Linked DNA regions of Sus scrofa: all the other regions are linked to region 2. The links are chromatin contacts, called in public HiChIP or PLAC-seq maps. All regions are on one chromosome and are shown on one strand. The core of a region is the stretch at or near the end of the contact, and the rest is flanking DNA. Distances in the headings are between cores, read along the strand shown. Region 1 has its middle 25 kb from the start of TSC22D3. Region 2 has its middle 54 kb from the start of PRPS1. Region 3 overlaps MID2 (probable E3 ubiquitin-protein ligase MID2).

Evidence for each region. HiChIP or PLAC-seq counts read pairs in DNA pulled down with a chosen protein or histone mark.
Region 1: an H3K27ac HiChIP or PLAC-seq map of alveolar macrophages shows a contact between it and region 2. The contact joins two enhancer-like sites. A contact is called at or near these places in 1 of 47 Hi-C or Micro-C datasets (liver) and 1 of 2 datasets of contacts at active chromatin or transcription factors (alveolar macrophages).
Region 3: a contact with region 2 is called in an H3K27ac HiChIP or PLAC-seq map of alveolar macrophages. The contact joins two enhancer-like sites. A contact is called at or near these places in 1 of 47 Hi-C or Micro-C datasets (liver) and 1 of 2 datasets of contacts at active chromatin or transcription factors (alveolar macrophages).

What each region holds. Positions count from the first base shown.
Region 1 is chrX:88,255,757-88,260,446 of Sscrofa11.1, forward strand. It overlaps the pseudogene LOC102161152. Among named protein-coding and RNA genes, the nearest start is that of TSC22D3, 25 kb to the left of the region's middle. Within about 2 kb of position 2,520, at least 1 of the 83 cell types and tissues checked has an H3K27ac peak or open chromatin away from gene starts, as enhancers often do. A contact at or near this core is called in alveolar macrophages, where this site is marked.
Region 2 is chrX:88,126,612-88,130,986 of Sscrofa11.1, forward strand. No RefSeq gene overlaps it. Among named protein-coding and RNA genes, the nearest start is that of PRPS1, 54 kb to the left of the region's middle. Within about 2 kb of position 1,805, at least 24 of the 83 cell types and tissues checked have an H3K27ac peak or open chromatin away from gene starts, as enhancers often do. A contact at or near this core is called in alveolar macrophages, where this site is marked.
Region 3 is chrX:88,329,634-88,334,321 of Sscrofa11.1, forward strand. The region is part of intron 3 of MID2 (probable E3 ubiquitin-protein ligase MID2); the gene reads left to right. Among named protein-coding and RNA genes, the nearest start is that of MID2, 38 kb to the left of the region's middle. Within about 2 kb of position 2,933, at least 2 of the 83 cell types and tissues checked have an H3K27ac peak or open chromatin away from gene starts, as enhancers often do. A contact at or near this core is called in alveolar macrophages, where this site is marked.

The DNA.
Region 1 (4,690 bases), core at 1,270-3,769, 130 kb after region 2:
TGCTGGCCTACACCAGAGCCACAGCAACATGGGATCCGAGCCACGTCTGCGACCTACACCACAGCTCACGGCAACACCAGCTCCTCAACCCACTGAGCAAGGCCAGGAATGGAACCCACAACCTCATGGTTCCTAGTCGGATTCGTTAACCACTGAGCCACGACGGGAACTCCGAAGGGTGCAGTTTAAATGTTCAATGTCGGTTCCTAGATCTTGCCTCAATCTACTGAGCCAGAATCTCTTAGGGGTAGGCCTCAAGAATCTGCATTTCACTGAGAGTTTTTGCATCTATATTCATCACAGATAATTGGCCTGTAATTTTCTTTTTTCATAGTATCTTTGTCTGGTCTTGGTTTCAGGGTGATGGTGGCTTCACAGCATGTCTTTGGGAGTATTCCCTCTTCTTCAGTATTTTGGAAGAGTTTGAAAAGAATTGCTATAAGTTCTTTGTATGTTTGGTAGAATTCGTCTGTGAAGCCATCTGGTCCTGGACTTTTGTTTGTAGGGAGTTTTTTTTTTTTTTAGTTACAAATTTTATTTCACTTAAAGTGATCGGTCTGTTCAAATTAAATTTTTTTTTCTTGATTCAATTTCAGTAGGCTCTGTGTTTCTAGAAAGATCTAGCAATCCCATTCCTGGGCATATACCCATACAAAACAATGATTCATAGAGATACAGGAACCCAAGTTTCACTGCAGCACTGTTCATAATAGCCAAGATATGGAAACAACCTAAATGTCCACCAGCAGATGACTGGATTAAGAAGATGTGATACATATATAAAATGGAATACTACTCAGCCATATAAAAGGACAAAATAATGCCATTTGCAGCAACATGGATGTAACTAGAGATTATTGTACTAAGTGAAGTAAATCAGAAAAAGAAAGACATATACCATATGATGTCACTTATATGTAAAATATAAACTATGGCAAAAATAAACCTACCTACAAAACAGAAACAGACCCATGGACAAGATGAACAGACTTGTGGTTGCCAAGAAGGAGGGGGAAGGGAAAGGGATGAACTTGAGAATTTGGGGGTAAGTAGGCGCAAACTTTTGCATTTAGAATAGATAGACAGTGAGGTCCTGCTATATTGCACAGGGAACTATAGCCATGGATAGATCATGATGGAAAAGAATATTATAAAAAAGAATTTATATGTGTGTATAAATAAACCATTTTGCTATACAACAGAAATCAGCACAACATTGTAAATCAACTATATTTTAACTAAAAAATCAAAAATACCCCCCCCAAGAATCTACATTTCAATGTAGTTCTGAAGGTATTTCTTTCACACTAAAATTTGGGAACCATTGCAAAAATAGAGGGAGGTCCAGAGAACTAATGCATATTTTTGAAAAGTGTAGGTAAAACCAGTTGATCATTTTCAATGCCTTTTTTTTTTTTTTTTTGTCTTTTTGTCTTTGCGAGGGCCACACACGCGGCATATGGAGGTTCCCAGGCTAGGGGTCTAATAGGAGCTGTAGCCGCCAGCTGCACCACAGCCACAGAAACGCCAGATCCTAAACCCACTGAGCGAGGCCAGGGATTGAACCCGCAATCTCATGGTTCCTAGTCGGATAAGTTAACCACTGAGCCACGACAGGAACTCCCATTTTCAATGCCTTTGACTGGAGTGGGAAAATTTAGTAAAGGGGGAAAAGATAATTCATTAAAATTATCTGGGCCCAAGTGGTTTGGGATTTTCCTGAGTCACCATTTTCTCTTATTTCTTCCTTCCTGGGTACACTTAAGTGTGGTGTGAGACACTTGGGCTTTAAAAAAAAAAAGGTTTTTAAAATAGACTTGGAATATTCAAATAATTAAATAAAAGCCATTCTAAAGTTTAAGAGGAAAAGTGGAATTATTTCTAATAACATCTCATCTTAATTTAGGTCCGATTTATGATGCCAGGGAGTTTTCATTTTTATTCTTTTTTTTTTTTTTTTTTTTGTGGGGGCGCACACCCACAGGATATGGAAGTTCCCAGGCTAGGGGTCAAATCAGAGCTGAAGCTACCAGCCTCGGCCACAGCCATGCGGGATCCGATCCCAGTCTGCTACCTACACCACAGCTCATGGCAACGCTGGATCCTTTAACCCCCTGAGCGACGCCAGGGATCGAATGCACGTTCCCATGGACACTAGTCAGGTTCCTTACTGCTGAGCCGCAACGGAACTCCTCATTTTTATTCTTCAGTACTTGATGGTATAAGGGGGCTCTTTGCCTGATCTAACAATCCAATATATTACTTTCCATATTATAGAGTTGAATTAAAATGGATTATTTTAAATTACGAGAGAGTAAGTGACAACTGTATTTGTGCTTTGACCCTGATTATGTCTGTGATTTATCTGATGCCTAGCCCTCAATCAGACACCATAGTAGTGCTCGTTATCCATGAAAATTCAATCCATTTGGCTGTTTTATGCTGTATTTTTCCAGAGGATACTGTTAGGAAATGTGTTCCTTGGTAACAGATGAGATGTGTAAGATCTGAGTCAACCAAAGGCAGCCTGACTTTCCTTTCAGGAAGACTTGCACAATTGGACGTTGTGACCATGTTCCTGGGGCTTGGAACTTGCCATTTGGGGTTTGCCTTGATGCGATCTTCATGATCAAGAGCTGAGGTGTCTGTGCACAATCCTCTTAGATATACACTTAGGTTTGCATTTCTGTTTCCCTCCTCATAACTTTACTTTTTTAAAATTCACTTTAGGCTTTGATTGTTTTTTTTGTTGTTGTTGGTGGTGTTACTGCTTCTGACCTGGATCCGGAACTGCGGCCTTCACGGCACCCACGGGGCACTATGTCCAATGACCTGACAATTCAGCGCAGCAACTCCTGCCCGGAGCTGAGCGAGTACCAGGACCAGCAGTTTCGTGGCGACAACGAAGAGCATGAAAAATTACTGATGGAAAGCTCCACACTGTATGTGGAGAATCTTTCCATTTATACAACTGAAGAGCAAATATTTGAGCTCTTTAGTAGGTGTGGTGATGTCAAGAATGTCTTTATGGGCCTGGATAATATAAAGAAAACAGCATGTGGTTTCTGTTTTGTAGAATACCATCTCAGAGCCGATGCTGAAAATGCCATGAGATTCCTAAATGGGACCCTCCTAGATGACCGTATTATCCACACAAAATGGGATATAGGTTTTAAAGAGGGCAGACAGTATGCCCATGGCAGGTGTGGGGGCCAGGTAAGAGATGAATTTCGTGAAGACGCCAATGTTGGTGGAGGAGGCTTTGGAAGTCAGGCTTAGACCCATGGTAGGAGAAAAATCCACTAGAGAAAAACCTTACAGCTCCAACCCCTCAAAAATTCTATTAAAGAAAAACAACACGTCAGCAAATAGCCCATTTTACAACAAATTTAAATCACTTTATTGGCTGGGTGGAAACCCTTTTGATGTATTTGTCTCTCAGAAACATTATTAAATGGCATGAAAATATTCTCTTGTTCTTGTGTTAATTTTGAGGCTGGTTTTCAGATTACTAGTTTGACCATCAGATGGTCAAATGTGAAGTGTTGTTCAGGAATAAATTAGGGTGTGAGAGATGTGAGTCAACCAAAACACAACTTCCTTTTCAGAAGATTTCAGCTGGTTTTTTTTTTTTTTTTTTTTTTTGTCTTTTGTCTTTTAGGGCCACACCCAGGGCATATGGAGGTTCCCAGGCTAGGAGTCGAATCAGAACTGTAGCCACCGGCCTACACCACAGCCACAGCAATGCGGGATCCATGCCACGTCTGTGACCTATACCACAGCTCATGCAACGCTGGATCCTTAACCCACTGAGCAAGGCCATGGATCGAACCCACGTCCTCATGGATACTAGTTGGATTTGCTAACCACTGAGCCATGACAGGAACTCCTCACCTGGATTTTATGACCATGTTCCCAGGACCTGAAATGATTGGATTTTAGTCAAATAAAATAAAGTCAAATAATTAGAAATTTTTAAAAATCACTAAAGGAATACAAACGCATTTAGTTAAAATATTAAAAATCTGAAAGAGGGAGTTCCTGTCGTGGTGCAACGGAAACGAATTCAACTAGGAGCCATGAGGTTGCAGGTTCAATCCCTGGCCTTGCTCAGTGGGTTAAGGATCTGGTGTTGCCATGAGCTGTGGTGTAGGTCGAAGACGCGGCTTGGATCTGGCGTTGCTGTGGCTGTGGTGTAGGCCAGCAGCTCAGCTTCTATTAGACCCCTAGCCTGGGAACCTCCATATGCCGCGGGTGCGGCCCTAAAAAAATTAAAAAAAAAATAATATCTGAAAGAATGTATAATAAAAATAAAAATCTCCCTGCCCTACCTCTTCCAACCCCAAGCCCACTCCCTGGGTAATAACTTTCAATTATTTTAGCAGGGTTTTTGTTTGTTTGTTTCCTGGTAGTTTCATCCATATTTCTGAATAACACGACTGCTTATACTGTTTCTTTTCTTGTTTTTCTTTTTTGTTTTTTTGGCCAAGCCCACGGCCTGTGGAAGTTCCAGGCCAGGGGCTGAACTTGTGCCAGAGCAGTAACCAGAGCCACAGAGATGATGCTGCTGGCTCCTTAACTGGCTGAGCCACCAGGGAACTTCTATTTTCATTTTAAACGTCGTTTACTGACTCCCTGCTTTCATAGATGAAGAGTTAGTTCATTTACACCCCAACTGGCACTTCTCTCC
Region 2 (4,375 bases), core at 555-3,054:
AAGCACTGCACGCAAGGGGAGGGGTGCCAGCCTGAAAAGACCATCCACACAGGGATGGGGGCGGGGATAGTGGAGCCGGGAGTCAAATTCAAGACCAACCCTCCCCAGAAAACCGACTGAGGTGGCTCCTGCTATCTCCTGATTTTTTTTTTTTCTTTCTTCCCCAGTCAAGGAGGCACTGAGTAGGAGAAAGGAGACCTAAAGGACGGACTCCCATCTGTTTAGAGTTTACTAAGGAGCAGATGCTGCCCTGAGGGCTCTGTGTCCATTACATCATTTAATCCCTCATAATCCCTTGAGATAGATGCTATACCTATCGTCCCCGCATTACTGATGGAGAAACTGAGGCATGGTGCGGCCAAGTAGCTTGCTCAAAGTTACACTAGAAGCGAGGCAGGATTCAAGCCCCCCCACCCCCCAGCAGTCTGGCCCCAGAGCCCAAGCCCTTCATCGCTGCACCACACTGCTTCCCACTGATTGTACCAAGGCCATGGCAGCTGTGGTCGTGGTCCTGAGGATGCTGATAAAGAGGGCAACTGAGACAGACATGGTCTTCAAAAGGAGAGAATATGATCATAAATACACAGAGCAGAAATAGTCAATGAAACCCAGGGAGGCTCCCCAGTCAGAGTTGGTGCTGCGGATCTTTGGCAATGGGATGGCGGTAGGGTAGGGTGACGTGAAAAGCTTTTCCTAGAGGTGCCGACAGGTGCGCCGAGACAAAACAGAGCCAGGGTGGAAAGTTGTGATGGCAAGCTTCCTCTGAGGAGGGCCAGGCCACTAGCCTGCTGTGGGGAATGGGCTAATACCTCCATATCCACTCTTAGAGAGATGTCTCAAAGAAGTGAAAGCAGAGAGGAGCTCCCTGGTGGCTCAGCAGGTTAAGGATCAGATGTTGCCCCTGCTGTGGCTCTGGTTACTGCTGTGGCCCAGGTTTGACCCCTGGCAGGGGGACTTGAAGTGAAAGCAGAGATTGGAGCAGATCCTTGTACACCCACGTTCACAGCATTATTCAAAATAGCCCAAAGGCGAAAACCCAAACGTCTATCAGCGGACAAATGGGTAAACAAAAATGTAGTCTGTAATACAGTGGGGTATTGCTCAGCCTTAAAAAGAAAGAATAAAATGCTGACCCATGCTTCAAACTGGATGAACGTGGATGACATTAAGTGAAGGAAGCCATTCAAAACAGGACAAACAGTGAATGGGTCCACTTATACGAGGTACCTAGCACTGTCAAATTCATAGGGACAGAAAGTAGCATAGCAGTTGCCAGGACCTGGGGAGAGGAGGGGGTGGGGAGTGACTGCTTAATGGGTACAATTTCAGTTTGGGATGATGGAAAAGTCTGGAGATGGATAGTGGCCATGGTTGCACAACATGGGAATGCACTTAATGCCACTGTGTGGTACACTTAACATGGTTAAAACGGTTAAAAAAAAGATTAAAGAGACAGAAATAAAAACAGGGCCAGCCGCAGCCTGGTCCATCGAGCTTGCCGCCTACAAGGAAGGGTGATGGGTTCTGAGGTCCAAGAACAGAGCCTCAGAGGTCCCAGGCTGGTTATCCAGAGAGAGGAGCGGCAGTGAGCGTGCATTGCCTGAAGAGGGTGCCAGAGAGCTCTGGGAAGATGCCTCCCTTTAGCCACCTCCTCTCCCACCCCACCCCCAGGCTTCGCCTGCACACACACGCGCGCACACACACACACACACACACACACACACAAGCGCGCTCACCTACCGACTCCAGAGCTGACACTGCCGGCCAACCCAGCAGAAGCCGCGCTGGGTGTGGCCTGACTCCCAGGGAGTCCTGGGGAATCCCTGTAACTGGGCAAAGGTCATGCCTGCTTCTCCCAGCTTTTCCAGGCAGTACATCCTTTCCTCCGAGGCCCGAGCTGGCTTATTCTCCAGTGAAAAGATCGCTGGGAGGTGTTACCTGCTCAGTCCTCAGGATCGTCCTGGGCTGGCCGTCCAGTCCCAGTGGAAAGACCATAGACTCAGACTTGGGTTCAAATCCTGCTTCTGCCACTTGATGGTTTATGACCTTGGCCATCGTGTTTAACCTCTCTGGGCCTCCTGTTTGTCTGTAAGATGTGATTGACAAAAGCCCAGGGACGTCTCTCCAGTGGTTGCGAGGATTAAATGAGATATGTCAGGTGCTTTACAACAGTGCCTACCCATAGTGAGGTAAGCTATGGTGTGGGGTCTCTGGGAAAGGCGGTGACAGCCAGTCCCCAAAGAGTGCTGCCTTGCATCCCCCGTAGGCAGTTGCTGGGTGGCTCAGCAAAAAGGTGGCTTCAAAAAGGCATGGGGTGGGAATCGAAGAACCGGCAGTAGAGAGCAGGTGACAGTGCTGGCCTTCTACCCTGGGATGCCTTTAGGGAAGGGGAAGGGGAAGGGGGCGGGTCCATCTCCGAGTCTCCAGGGGCCAGCTGTACAGTAACAGCCTCTGTTTCGATTCCTCCCCTCTTGGTGTCTAAGCTTGTTTTTGTGGCTGGAGAGGAAAGGCATGGGCGGAGCTCCGCTGCACAGCACCGAGAACCACAAACCCGCCCCCGGAGTGAGGGTACAGAATGTACCCAGACTGCAAACCACACCCTTGTGGCTTGGGGAGGCCCCTGGGGCAGGCTGGGGAGCTGTCACACTACATTGTTTGAGCGCCCTGTGCCTAGCAACCGGCCTGGGATTCCACAGCATTCAGACAATGGGATGTCCCAAAGGGGGCCAGGACTGAGTTAAAGGACCTCCCCCCTCCCAAAGGGTCTCCCATTACCTACCGAGGAGCCATCTTATCTAAAGAGAAGTCCACAGACCCCTGGCATCCTCCTGGGGCCAAGTTAGGTCTGGAGCTGGCTTAGGAGAGCTTGCAGCCTAAGGCCACCATGAGGAGACATTCTTAGCCACGGCCAGACCCTCCTCCCCAAACCCCTTTAGGGCAAGAGATTCTATCTCCCTCCACCTGTGTGCACTGGCCCGAGGAAGCCACACTAGGGCTCCCAGAGCAGGGAAAGGAGGGAGACAGATGGGACATTTGGGGAGGGTGGAGACAGTTTCGCAGAGCCTGAAGTGACTTGAAAATGAAAGAAGATTGGGAGGAGGCCAAACCCAAAGGGGATGAGGGAAGGACTTCCTGTCGGATGAGCTGGAGAAAGAAGGTCCTTGGAAACCAGCATGTAATTCAGTGGGGACAAGTGCAAGGGGCTCGTTAGTGACAAAACCTAACAACATAATTTGGCTCAACACAAATAAACAAGAAAAACACCAAGTGAAAAAGGGAGTTGACCACAAGCTGAATATGAATCAGCCTCAAAATAGAGCATGGCTCACTTATGTTGGCCGCATTTTCCAAACCAAAGATCAGGACGCATATTTGACAAGGATGAATGTGCTTAGGGGAAACAAGCTTCAGTGTTTGAAACCGAGACTCTCTCCAGCAAACCTAGGTCCCAGGCTCGCTGCGCCCATGCTCTGTGACAGTCTAGTCTTCATCAAAGAGCAATGTCCAGAGGCTGGGAGAAATGGAGAAGGTTTAGAAGAAGAAGGAGATGAACGATGGGACCTCTGGGCAAAGATTGGCAAAGCGGAGGCAGCGTGATGCAGTGGAAAGATCCCAGGCACCAACGTCCAAGAGCTGGACGCAGAGCCACTGTGCAACATCAGAAAAGTTTCTTAACCTCTCTGAGCTCCAGTTTCCTTGTCTTTAAAAGCGGAAGAAGGATATCTGCCATAAAGATGTGAAGATTTAAGTGATTCAAGAGATGTGAAGCACTGCACACCTAGTACGTCCTCAAATGCACAGCTGTAGGTTCAGAGAAGGGAAAAAGTGGATGCGAGAGGATTTTATGAGGAGGCTGCAAAGTGGTTTTTCCCCCACATCCACGGAAACGGAAACAAGGAGAAATGGACAATGGCTGGAGTAGGGAGGTGGTGGGTGTGGGCACGAACCTGGTGACCATCTGAAGTTGCATACTGGCAGCTAACAGGCTGAATCCAGCCCTCAGGCATGTTTTGTTTGGCTAGAACTGTGTTTTCCAAAAATTTGAATCAGTTGCCAACCTTTTATTTTTTTATTTTTTAATGATTTTTGTTTCCATTATAGCTGGTTCACAGCGTTCTGTCAGTTTTTTACTGTACAGCAAGGTGACCCAGTCACACATACATATATACATTCAGTTGCCAACCTTTTAAAAAGTGGAAGATTTCATAGAAAAATCTGCATTTCTGGCTTCTCTTGAAAAAGCAGAAAATCTAGCAACTCTGGACCCACATGTCTGCATGACAATGATCGTGGGAGGGGAGCAAGGGCTGCTTCTAGAAGGTCTCTCACACCAGTGTTTCTCAAACTGCAGAATTCTCAAATTCCGCAGAGTAAA
Region 3 (4,688 bases), core at 1,683-4,182, 200 kb after region 2:
TCTGCTTTCCTCTCCTCCAGAAGTGCTGTGGGACAATGGGCTAATCCATCCCAGAAGCTCCATGGGCAGATTGATTTCCTTCTGGCTCTTCTCAAGCCTTTGAAGGGGCTGGGTGGCACAGCTCTTTAGCTTTAAGAGGAAGAAAAAAGCAAAGAGAGGAGCTGGCAGAGAGGGAACGGCTTCCCTTGGTTTGTGGGATTTCAGCTTCCTGTCTTGCCACCAGGTCTTAGCTCCGGTAACTTTCAGAAGTCTTCCTCTTAGGGTTCAAACTCTAGGTGGCTTGGTGTTCTCCCCTTTCTGTTCCTTTTGCTCCTTGAAAGGGTGTTTGTTTGGGGAAGAGCAAGAGTCGATGTCTGACTGCTTCTCCCCACATAAAAATAGACGTTTTAAGAGAAATTAGTTTAGGAGTTCTCGTTGTGGCTCAGTAGAATCGAACCCAACTAGCATCCATGAGGACACGGGTTCAATCCCTGGCCCCACTCAGTGAGTTAAGGATCTGGCGTTACCATGAGCTGTGGGGTAGGTCACAGATGTGGCTCAAATCTGGCATTGCTGTGGCTGTGGTGTATGTAGGCCAGCAGCTGCAGCTCCGATTCGACCCCTAGCCTGGGAACTTACATGTGCTGAAGGTATGGCCCTAAAAAGCAAAAAAAAAAAAAAAAAACCCCCCCCCAAAAACCCCAAAAAACAAAAACAAAAAAAACCCCAAAAAACCCCAAAACAAACAAACAAAAAAAAAAAAAACACTGCTCTGGATGATTTCAGCAGATGATCCTTACATGATTTAGAGTGGTTGAGCTAGAAAATATAATAGAATCTAAATCATGAAAGCACAAATATGCTCGTTGGAGGACTCTTCTGCAAGCCCTGAGGACATGATACAGTGAAGGAGTGATTAGAGTGAAGTAAGTGTAATCAGGGAACATTTAATGGAAAAATTCAATTTAGCCAGACGTCGAAAGGGGAAAAATAAATTCCTCCCTGTGCTGAGACAGAGAGCAGAGGTATTTACAGAGGGGGCAATGAGCAGGTCGTACGAGCAAAATGGTACCTGGCTATACACTGGGTATATGGAGATAAATAGGAAATGGTCTCTGCCCTCAAGAAACTTGCCTGACAGGTAAAATGTCAAATCTAATACAAATATAATTATTGTAATGAAGGTAAGTGCAAGATGACAAGCTAGCACAGAGAAAGAAACACCTAATTGCCTCAGAGGCTTAGGAAAGACTGCAGAATGGAAATAAAAATCAAGTTATCTTGAACCAAGAGTAGAATTCTGCCAAGAAAAAATGAGAAAAGAGAGAGAAGGGGAACATATGGGAGGACACAGAAGGGGAAACAGCCTCGAGGTGTTCAGGGAACCACCAGAAGCTTGGTTCAGCTGGAATGTGACATGTGAGAATCATTGCAAGAGGTGCATATGAAGTAGCCAGGGCCTCATATGCCAGGGATCGGTGTTGGACTTTATCCCGAAGTCCCTGGGGACCCATGGAAGGATATAAAGCAGGTGAATGACTGGATGAAGTCTTCATTTCAGGATTGCTCTGGCTGTAGTGTGCAGGATGGAACAAGGGTCAAGGGTCACACCTGAAGGCGAAGAGACCAGTTAGGTGGCTTTTACTGATAACAAGGAGAGATGAAGGCCTAACCTAAGGCAGTAGCAGTAGGGCTAGGGAAGGGGGGATAAGTGCAAAACACACTTGGAGGAGATGGAATCAATATTATGGGGTGATCAGTTAGATGCAAGGGGTGGAGGGGTGAGAAAATAAATAGTAGGATGATGATCCATAGGGTTCTGGCTTGGGTAACTGGACGGATGTGTTGCCTTTCACTAGGTTAGGAGATACAGACAGCGTTCTTTTGGGACATGGGAGATTTGTTGTGCTGTGGGTCAGAGGGTCAAGGAGGAAATGCCTAGTGGCCAGCTAGCTGGATCTGAAGGTCAGGAGAGAGGTCTGGGAAAGGGATAAAGACTTGGGAGTCATCTAAGGAGCACTGAAAGCCACGAGAATGTGGAGAATGAGAAGAAAACCCAGGGCACATCCATCCAATTGTTCGTCACTCTGAATACAACCACAAACGGACTTTGCAAAAATAAATGGAAAGACTATGGAGCTTCTTATGAGATAACTGCGGGGCAGCGTGTGTTTAAAAAATTAAATGTCAGAAGGAACTCATTCATTTGTAGCAATAACCAGCATTTTATATGTTTTCATTAATGATTTTTATTTTTTCCATTATAGTTGGTTTACAGTGTTCTGTCAATTTCTGCTGTACTGCATGGTGACCCAGTTACCCATACATGTATGCATTCTATTTTCTCACATGATCATGCTCCATCATAAGTGACTAGACATAGTTCCCAGTGCTATATAGCAGGATCCCATTGCTTATCCATTCCAAAGGCAATAGTTTGTATCTATTAACCCCAGACTCCCAGACCATCCCACTCCCTCCCCCTCCCTCTTGACAACCACAAGTCTTTCTCCAAGTCCATGAGTTTCTCTTTTGTGGAAAGGTTCCTTTGTGCCAGATAGTAGATTCTAGATATAAGTGATATCATATGGTGTTTGTCTTCCTCATTTCCAGCATTTTAGGTACTGCCTCTATACGGACTGTGATAGTAAGTAACACTTAATGAAGATTTCCTGTGATGTTTTATAGGTATTAACTCATTTCATCCTCACAACAGCTCTATGAGGTAAATAAACACTGTTATTATTCTTGCTTTACAGATAAGACACTGAGATACAGAGACATGGAAGTGATTTGCCAAGGTCAGGCTGCTAGTAGGTAACAGAGAGGGGACTGGAATCCAGGCACTTGAGCTCCAGAACCTGTGCCCCAACCACCGCCATTATATTGCTTTGCAAGGCCAAGGTACACGTCATTTGGCTAGCTCTCGTTATTCACCCATTGTGAGGATGGCTTGTAATGATGAGTAAGGGGAGTGATATATGGGTGTGAATTCTGGAGGAAAGCAAAAGAGGAACAGAAAGAGCAGAAGGGAGAAGGAAAACGAACAAAACAGAGGCTCTAAATAGCAAAGGAAGAGAGGCCTTCAAGGTAGGGAAATTTTGAAAGAATCCATTCGAACAGCACGTTATACAGGAAGATATCGTTAGTGACCTTTGAGAACAAAGGTTCAGTGGAAAGGTGAGGCTAGAAGAGCGAGAGGTCAAAGAGAAAGTAGTTTTAAGGAAACGCATGCCGTGAGAAGTTTGATCATGAAAGTAAGGAGAGAAATAGAGTGGTAATTATCCTTTTGAAGTACAAAACAATCAGACTCACAGACGTACTCGTACAATACTCCAGTTGTTTATTGTGTGACTGGGTAACTAACTCCAGGACTCACTAGATCCCCTGACTCTGACCACACGTGCTTCATTTCCCATCCTGCCTTGGCTTCCAGCCACCTCTCCAATCCTAGGCCCCCCTGCGCAGCTTCCAAGCTTCCGTTTCTACAACTCCCCTCTCCTAGAAAGAAGTGTGTAGGTTCTGAGATGCCGTGTGATGTGGTGGCTTTGGCGTCGGGTGTGCTAGCTGTGTGACCTTGGACAAAAATCACTTCTCTGAGCGTCCGTTTCATCACGTATGAAACTCAGGCTACTTACATTTCGAAGGGAAGGGCAGTGCACGTAAAATGCTTGCTGCTGTAACGGGCGGATAGTCGAAGCTCAATCAATGGTAGGAGCAGTAGCAGTAATGGTAGTGGTGGTGACAGGAGTAGGAGTAATCGTAGGAGCAGTTGTTAGTATTAATAGTACTCGTACTACTGGTAGTATTTGCGGGCACCATACCCTTGCCAGAGATCGCTAGCCCTGACCTCGGGACTTCTAGAAGATTATCGTTATTTCTGAGGGTGGAGAAGACAGCCCTTCTCCAGGGTTCCCAATCAATTTCAAATTTAACACATGAACTAGAACGTTCCTTGGGAAGGGGGAATGGTAATGAAATTGCAGCACTGAAAATGTTGGAAATCTCAGCCAAGTGGCCCTATTTAATCACCCACCAATAGCCGTGCAAAGGTGGTACCCTGAAAGGGGGTATTATGCTCAATAAGCTGCTGGTTTTCAGTTACCGGATCAAACATGTTTTATTTAGTATGGAAAAGTTCATTGCCCTTCTGCAAGACTATCTAAGGCATTCTTTACATTGGTACTTAAGTAAACTTGCCAATTATCCTGCCCAAATTCCTCTTGATTACTGCCGCTAAGCAAAGGCAAAAGAAAAGTTTTGGGAGGGAGACAGATGCTTTCATCTCTAGTGGTTTTCGTAACTGAGAGTTTGGGGGATTTTTTTTTTTAATTGAAGTGTAATTGACATACAACACTAGGTTAGTTCCAGATGTACAACATAGTGATTCAGTATTTATTTGGGGGAGTTCCCATTGTGGCTTAGTGGTAATGAACCTGACTAGTATCCATGAGGATGCGGGTTAGATCCCTGGCCTCACTTGGTGGGTTGAGGATCCAGCGTTGCTGTGAGCTGTGGTGTAGGTCGAAGACGTGGCTCAGATTCCGAGTTGCTCTGGCTGTGTCACAGGCCGGCTGCTGTAGCTTGGATTCGACCCCTAGCCTGGGAACTTCCATGTGTTGTGGGTGCGGCCATAAAAATAAAAAAAAATTAAAAAAAATTTATTTGGTATTGTAAAATGTTTATTAGCCAAGCTATTCAGTGAGTAT